Linked DNA regions of Gossypium hirsutum: region 1 is linked to region 2. A link is a contact called in public Hi-C data. All regions are on one chromosome and are shown on one strand. Each heading gives the region's core, a stretch centred on a gene start, on an enhancer-like site or on the middle of the called end of the contact. The rest is flanking DNA. Distances are from core to core; before and after follow the strand shown. Region 1 holds the start of LOC107899692 (coiled-coil domain-containing protein R3HCC1L). Region 2 holds the start of LOC121220873 (receptor-like kinase TMK3).

Evidence for each region. A called contact is a pair of places that touch in the nucleus more often than the background predicts.
Region 1: a Hi-C map of leaf shows a contact between it and region 2, with 1.5 times the contacts expected there. The contact joins the promoter of LOC107899692 here to the promoter of LOC121220873 in region 2. A contact is called at or near these places in 2 of 34 Hi-C or Micro-C datasets (leaf and seedling).

The regions. Positions count from the first base shown.
Region 1 is chrD09:38,557,189-38,561,253 of Gossypium_hirsutum_v2.1, reverse strand. It overlaps LOC107899692 (coiled-coil domain-containing protein R3HCC1L), which reads right to left and starts at 1,800. Exons shown (of 7, transcript XM_016825500.2): 1 at 1,298-1,800; 2 at 1,120-1,208; 3 at 815-880; 4 at 452-688. The coding sequence starts at 1,551.
Region 2 is chrD09:38,392,339-38,396,255 of Gossypium_hirsutum_v2.1, reverse strand. It overlaps LOC121220873 (receptor-like kinase TMK3), which reads left to right and starts at 1,365. Exons shown (of 2, transcript XM_041100566.1): 1 at 1,365-3,917. The coding sequence starts at 1,882.

The DNA.
Region 1 (4,065 bases), core at 551-3,050, 160 kb before region 2:
CCAATGTGATGAATCAAGGTTCAAGAGGTTCTATAGTAACATATCCAAATCCATTAAAAAACTTATTACTTGCCCCCAGTTGCAATTTGTATTCATCTTACTGAAATAAAAAAAATAAAAAAAGGATAGCCCAGAGTTCTCAACCTTATACAGCAACTTCCATTAAACTTGTTATATTGATATGTTTGACCAGTGTAAAAAGAAAGAAAGACCATAAATAACTTGAAACCGTTGAAAAAGATATGACAAGACAAAAGAAAGCTTGTCATCAAAACACAGTGTTAAATATTTCAGTTTGAAAGGAATTCTACATCCTATTAGATCAAGGCCTGGGAACAAGCAAATAAACATAGTTTCAAGTTCAATAAGAAAAGACTAAGCTATCTTATACATATACAGAGCATTTATGGAAAAAAAAAAAAAACTTGAATTGTGAGACATAAAGGCTTACATTCCATCGTTTTTGTTTCAGGGTGTTTGCACACATCCTCATTATCAGTATCTTTCGATGCAGACACATCGGAGAGTCGATCGCTATACAATTCAGTTTTTCTATATGAAAATGTTCCCCTTCCCCGTCTCTTAGGGGCTTCAACTTTACTATCCTCCAAAGAAAGATTTGACACTCCAGGCAAGCATTCTGAGGAGAGTAATTCACTTGGTTCACGATCTGCAATGGCTTCCCAATCTGTACAAACCATTAGAATTGCAATTCCATAACAGGTCATCCAAAAAACTATTATACAGACATTTCAGAGAACCAAAAAAAGAGAAAGAACCATTCAGAGGGAAAAGCTATTGAAACGAAACATACCATCATCTGAAGATGATTTGAGTGTCCAACAATCACCAGGCAATACTGGTAACTTTTCAAGATTCCCTTTTGCAAAAAGATATAAAAAGAAAAATCAGTTCCACATAATTCATAGAGATACATACAATAAAATCCCCCCCCCCAAAAATGCAGACATATTAGGTTTTCCATCACACTACCCTACAAAAGAAGAAAAATTCTGCAAGGCACCGAAATACTATATGTGCATTCAAAAACCAAAAAAAAGTAGCAAACTCGATCCTCAAACGAAGGTTAAGGTAAAGAGTAAGTATATTGAGTTGTACCATGAGTCAAAGGATTGTCATTTTCAGCCAAAGAAACATCAGATGAAGTTAAGGAATCCTCCTTCAAGTCCTTGTTTTTCAGCCCTATACTGACGTTGGAAAAAGAAAAAGGCAAGAAAATTTTAGCATTGAAATTATTTCTATTTACATTAACAATAAATGAAAAGAAAGAGAGTACCTTGAAGAGTGAGCATGATGCTTGAGAAGAGAAGCGCGTGAAAGAAGTTGATCGGATTTAAGGGAGAAACCGATGGAGGAATAGAGAGAAGCTAAGTCAGAGAGAGCAGATGGTAATCGGAGGTCGTCGGAGGAGGACGCCGTCTGGAGTTGGGAAATGAGATTTTCGAGGAAGGAAATAGCGCCTTGCGTGTCTCCAGCAGCCACCAGATCCTCTACTTTCTCACTCCAACTCTCGTCTCCTCCTTTTTCCATTTTTCTTGTTTCCTTATTCCTCTTTGGTTGCTCTGTTTCTTCACACACACTTCATCACAACAAATCTGTGGCATATTTTATTTTTAAGCTCAGCTCAGCACAGCCAAGCCCAAATTAAAACACAAACTCTTTTAACTCTTCCTTTTGGGCCTAAAGAGAGAGAAAATAACACATATTTTTATTTTTGAGATTAGAGCAGCAGTTTTTTTTTTAAGTAGGAGAATGCACGAAAATGATATTGTTGAACCTGAACATGCACACTAAAATAAATCTAAAAAAAATAAAAGAAAAATCAATTAAGAATATGAATATAATTTTTTTATCATTTAATTGAATTTATTTATTTTTACATATAAAAACTCATAATTTGAAAAAGTAATAAAAGTAATGTATTAATTAATTAATCTAAGGTGTTGTTTGATAAATTGAAGAAAAAAATTAAGTATTGAAAATTTAACTATTAATTTAAGTTATAAAATTTGTTTGATAAATTACTTAAATTTAATTATTAAATATAATTAAATTGTTTGATAAATATAAAATTTAAATTATAAAAAATTAATTTTTATATTTTATCTTTAATTTTTAAACATTTCACCTTATTCTAAAAATTTAAAATTTTAAATGTAAAATTTTTTAGGATAATATAATATTAAATTAAATTAAATTAATCGAACCTATTATCTTTTTATATTTTTATAAAAGAAATCTATAAAACTGTTTTAATTTTGGATTATCAAACATATATAAAAATTAAAAAAAAAATTCAATAATTGAAGGACACCAAAGTTTTTGATGTTACAGTTGTCTAGTTTATATGGAGAAGAAAATCAGTTTGAAAGGTAATCTAATTGGCGCCTGCAACATAATAGCTATGGCTGAAATCATATAACTAATGAAGTCACAGAATACAATTTTGTATTTTGTCAAGTTTAAACAAGAGATATTATTTTAAGCTCTGTAAATAGGGTTTATGTTTAGTTGATCTAATAAATCCTTTTATTTTATATGACTTTATATTTGTTGCAATTCAATAATTCTTTAATTATGACAACTGAAGCGTTAAACAATATGTTAAGGCCATCAAACCAATGGCTATGATAAGTCACAGTGCATGTGCCTTGCTGCCAAAGAAGTATGCCAACCAATAAGCAAGCTGATTTTTTCTCTAGCAATCTGCTTGATTGGATGGAATCTAATTTATGTAGTCCTTTAAGGATGCTGAGTATAGGGATCACTTGGTCTAGTTTTTTGGGTTTAATTCTTTGACGGATATGGAAAAATAGAAATTTTTTTTTTATGTTTCAAGAAATTTTTTGGACTTTTTCTGAAACTATCAGTTCATCTGTTGGTTAGACTAAACAGTTCAATTTAGCTCATAAGAATGGTTCACAAGACAACTTAGAACCGTTTTTAATTTACCTTCATCAGGTAATTGGGTTATCTTACATATTGATGGTGTTGTTCAGTCAAATGCAGGTTTTGCTGTTGTTGGGAGTGTAGTGAGAAAATAAAATGGAGATTGAATCTTAGGTTTCAATAATTATTTAGGGGACTATTCGGTTTTTAAGGTCGAGCTTTGAGGTGTCATGAATGGTCTGATTCTTCTCAAAAGACGAGGGTTTAACAAGGTCTTGATTCATACTAGCAGTTTAGAGGTGGCTAATACCTTCTAGGATAGACAATTGACGAATTCATCCTCAAACTTGATGAGAAGGATTAATTGAAAATTAAACGCTATGGATCAATGGAGCATCGGACACATTCCAAGGGAGAGTAATTAAGTGGTTGATTGCATAGTTAAGATAGCTTATAATAGGACAATTGTAATACAAATATTTGAAGATGTCTCTGAGCAGCTTGAGGTAGGATTATGTGCAGATAGAGTTAATGATTTTTTAGAATAGGATTGTTTAGTTTAATTTATTTGCGTTGTTTACTCACAAAAAAAAAAAGAAAAAAAAAGAAGTTAATTTGCTAGTTGGATAGTGAGCAAATTATAAGAAAGTTGATTTTTTTTTATATAAAATATGACTTCTATTTTTATAAGAAAGTTAATTTGGGTCTCATCATTTCAAATAAGCATAATAATAAATTTAGTTTTTAATATTTATATATTTTATCAATTTAACTTTTATCTTTTTAGATCTAAATTTGGTCTTGACCTTTCAAAAAGTAGTCAAATTATTATTTTTAATGAAAATACTGATTAAAACATTAATTTTTTAATAATATTAGCATAACAACATGCATGGTAGTTTAAATATGCTTTATGCAAACATAGCACTATTTTTCTTATATGTCATGTCAATAAATAATTTAATAATTATAAAATACTAAAAAATATAATAAAACAATTCAAAATTTAAAAAATATAAAAAAATCAAAAAAATTAGCTTGAAGTACATGTGAATTGCCATATAAATTTTCATGTCTACAATTCAACATTTTAGTAAATATTTTTATTAAAAAAATAGTATTTTAACTCTTTTTGAAAGGTTGATGCTCAAAAGA
Region 2 (3,917 bases), core at 116-2,615:
TAGAAGTTATCTTAACAAAGTCATTGGAGTTGTTATTTAGTCATCACCTTAATGCAATACTTGTGGTTTTTCCTTCTTGAATAAAAGAACATATATAAATGAATTGATTTGATTCAACAAAGTTGATTTAGGGAGATGGTGCAATCCATATTAGTAACCTCAACCTGGAGACGCTAGAGGGCCTTGCTTGCCACAGGTTCCTTGAACCTTTGCTCTATGCATTTTTAGTATTGCTCTTTCATCAAGCTTTTCATTTTTTTTCCTCATCCAAATAGAAGTTTATTAATAAAAGGAAGGCCACTGTGAATAGTATATCAGAACAATAAAGGTTCAAGACACCACAGGAAAAACAAGACAAAAGAGACGCAAAAAAAACAACAAATAAAAAAACCAAACAGGAACAGAACAGAACAAGAGCATATCAATCACCACCATACCTCGAAATGATTGGAGCTATCAATACCAACTTTCGCCCTCCCATCCGCCATATCAATCGTCGGGAAAAACCTGAAATGATACACTAAAAACTCCCTCAACACAAACATAGCCAAGGCACCTTCTCTCTAATCCCATTGAACCTTGTAGTCAAGCAAGGCCATTTCATTTTTCAACACAATGACCACCACAATTTCCATACAAATTTAACAAATTAAAACGTAAAGCAACACAGAATAATACAGCCCAAGCTCCAAATACAAAAGATATCAAGTATATAATTTCACTGATCTGCTCTGTCATCCCTCTCAAGGATCTGAATTAACTTAGAAATCACTTCCTCATCTGAACAACAAACTATGAAACCAAATTGTTTATTTCATCTAATTAAACGGTTCTTCTACTGTATCTTAATTGGTATCATCTTGCATTTCCAAGAATTGCTTCACATAGGGATCACATCTCCTCACATTTATGTAAAATTCTCACCCATTCAACTTAAGATTTAAATTAATTGGCATCATCTTAATTGAAACTAATTGAATTAAGAAACAAAACATATACTAAAAATTATTCAGCAAAGGACAACAATTAGTCAAGGAAACAGATATCATGCAAAGAAGAATAAATCACCAGGCGATGGAAAATAATTTACAAAGATTTGAAAGCCATTGCAAGATATGAATATAAAAACCCAAAAAATAAGGAAAATAAAAAAAATTGAATGTGATGAACCCCATGAGATCTTTGATAATAAGACTAGTGATACGGTAAAAAAAATGAATAAAATTATGTGCAATCCAAAAAAGGAATATTTGAATTTCAATTTAAACTGTATATACATTTTTATAAAATTTAATCTATCAATATAATGAGATGACGGTAAATGAATCCATTCTCCTTAAATGTTATATGGCGTCTTTTTATACATAATCGTTGTCGGTCACTTGTTGCTGCCTGCTGGTCTTTTCTTCTCCAATTCTCGTGCCAGATTTCAAGGCCAAAATCAATCAACTTCACCAAAGATGAAGGAAGGGGACACTCTAATAAATTTTGGTTCAAATGATATCAATTAACAGAAAAGAAAAAGTTGAATAAATAATTAAAAATTTTCAGAAAAAACAATGATACAACCTTTTCCTTTTTAATCTTTCACTTTAATCACTTGTCTCTTTCTTCAACTAGAAAAAAAAAACCCCATTTTTGTTCAAATCTGAGATTTTTTTGTCAACATTCTGTACCAAACTTCCTCTTCCTTTCTTTCCTTGGTTTTGGCCAAAACATATCACTTCCAGGTTCTCTGTTTTCTTCCTTTTATACACAATTATGAATCTTGGTCTTGTTTTTTATTCTTGGTTTTGGCTTCTTGAAATGTCATAGCTGCATTGGAGACTGTTAAATTCTTTCCTATTGTATTTTTTGCTTGGGGAAGGACCAACCTTTTTCATGGGATTTGTTCACCCAAGGTTCTACATTGGTTTTTTCTTGTGTATGTTTACAGTAGTTTACTGTGCTACAGATCCCAATGACTTGAAAATCTTGAACGATTTCAAGAAAGGGTTGGATAATTCAGAGCTACTTATGTGGCCTGAAAATGGAGATGACCCTTGCGGTCCTCCTTCTTGGCCTCATGTTTTCTGTTCTGGTGATAGAGTGACTCAAATTCAGGTCCAAAATCTTGGTCTCAAAGGACCTCTGCCTCAAAACCTCAACCAGCTCACAAAGCTCTTTAATTTGGGGCTTCAAAAGAATCACTTCAATGGTAAATTACCAACCTTTAGTGGTTTATCAGAGTTGGAGTTTGCTTACTTGGATAACAATGAATTGGATACGATTCCTGCTGATTTTTTTGATGGACTTAGCAGTGTGCGTGTCTTGGCTTTGGATTATAATCCCTTTAATAAGACTACTGGATGGCCTATTCCTAAGGAATTGGCTAATTCAGTTCAATTGGCAAACCTTTCTTTGGTTAACTGCAATGTGGTTGGACCATTGCCTGATTTTCTAGGGAAGTTGCCATCTCTTGTAGCACTCAAACTCTCTTATAACAGATTGTCCGGTGAGATTCCGGCTAGTTTTGGTGAGTCTTTGATGCAGGTTTTGTGGTTGAACGATCAAGATGGTGAAGGGATGACAGGTAAGATTGATGTGGTTGCCAATATGGTGTCCTTGACACAGCTTTGGCTTCATGGGAATCAGTTCACTGGGACAATCCCAGAGAACATTGGGAACTTGACATCTTTGAAAGATCTCAATCTCAATAGGAACCAGCTTGTTGGTTTGATCCCTGAGAGCTTGGCCAATATGGAGCTGGATAACTTGGTCCTGAACAATAATCAGCTCATGGGTCCGATACCCAAGTTTAAGGCTGGTAATGTTTCTTATGCTTCCAATTCATTTTGTCAATCTGAACCAGGGGTTTCATGTGCCCCAGATGTCACTGCACTTTTGGACTTCCTTAGTGGTATGAATTATCCTGTAAACCTTGCTTCTCAATGGTCTGGTAATGAACCTTGTGCCGGACCATGGATAGGATTGAGTTGCAATCCGAATTCTCTGGTTTCTATTATCAATTTGCCGAGACATAATCTTAGTGGTACACTTAGTCCTTCAATTGCAAAGTTAGAATCACTGATTGAAATTAGGCTAGGGGGAAATAGTATATATGGCACTGTTCCTGAAAACTTCACTGAACTAAAAACTCTGAGAACTTTAGATCTAAGTGGAAACAATCTTGAGCCTCCATTACCCGAATTCCGTGACAATGTGAAGGTTGTCATCGAAGGAAATCCTTTGTTGTTTGCCAATCATACAAGAGGGTCTTCTTCCTCTACTAGCAGTCCACCTTCTGCAAGTTCAGAATCTCCACCAAGTGGTCAATCAGGTGGTACAGAGTCACCTCCATCTAGCAGATCACCATTCCCAAATAGAGAGAAGAATTCTAATTCATCTACTGCTACTACCAATCAAGGTGAGTCCCAATCGAACATTTTCCAAAGGTTCCAGGTGGTAATTGTTGCTGGAAGTGCAGCTATTGCCATCTCAATTCTTCTAGTGGTTCTGTTTTCTATTTTCTGGCGTAAGAAGAGAAAAAGAGCTTCTGAGGCTCCTAGCTCCATAGTGGTTCATCCTAAAGACCCGTCAGATCCTGAAAACTTGGTTAAGATAGCTGTTTCTAATAACACCACCAGGAGCTTATTTAGTAAAACTGCAACAAGCTCTGGCAGCAGTAATAGCAGTGCAACACAAAGCTCTCATGTCATTGAGTCAGGAAACTTGGTCATATCCGTTCAAGTACTTCGCAAAGGGACCAAGGATTTTGCCCAGGAAAATGAGCTTGGCCGTGGTGGGTTTGGAACTGTTTACATGGGTGAACTGGATGATGGAACAAAACTAGCAGTTAAGAGGATGGAGACTGGGGTCATAAGCAGTAAAGCATTGGATGAATTTCAGTCCGAAATTGCTGTTCTTTCTAAGGTCCG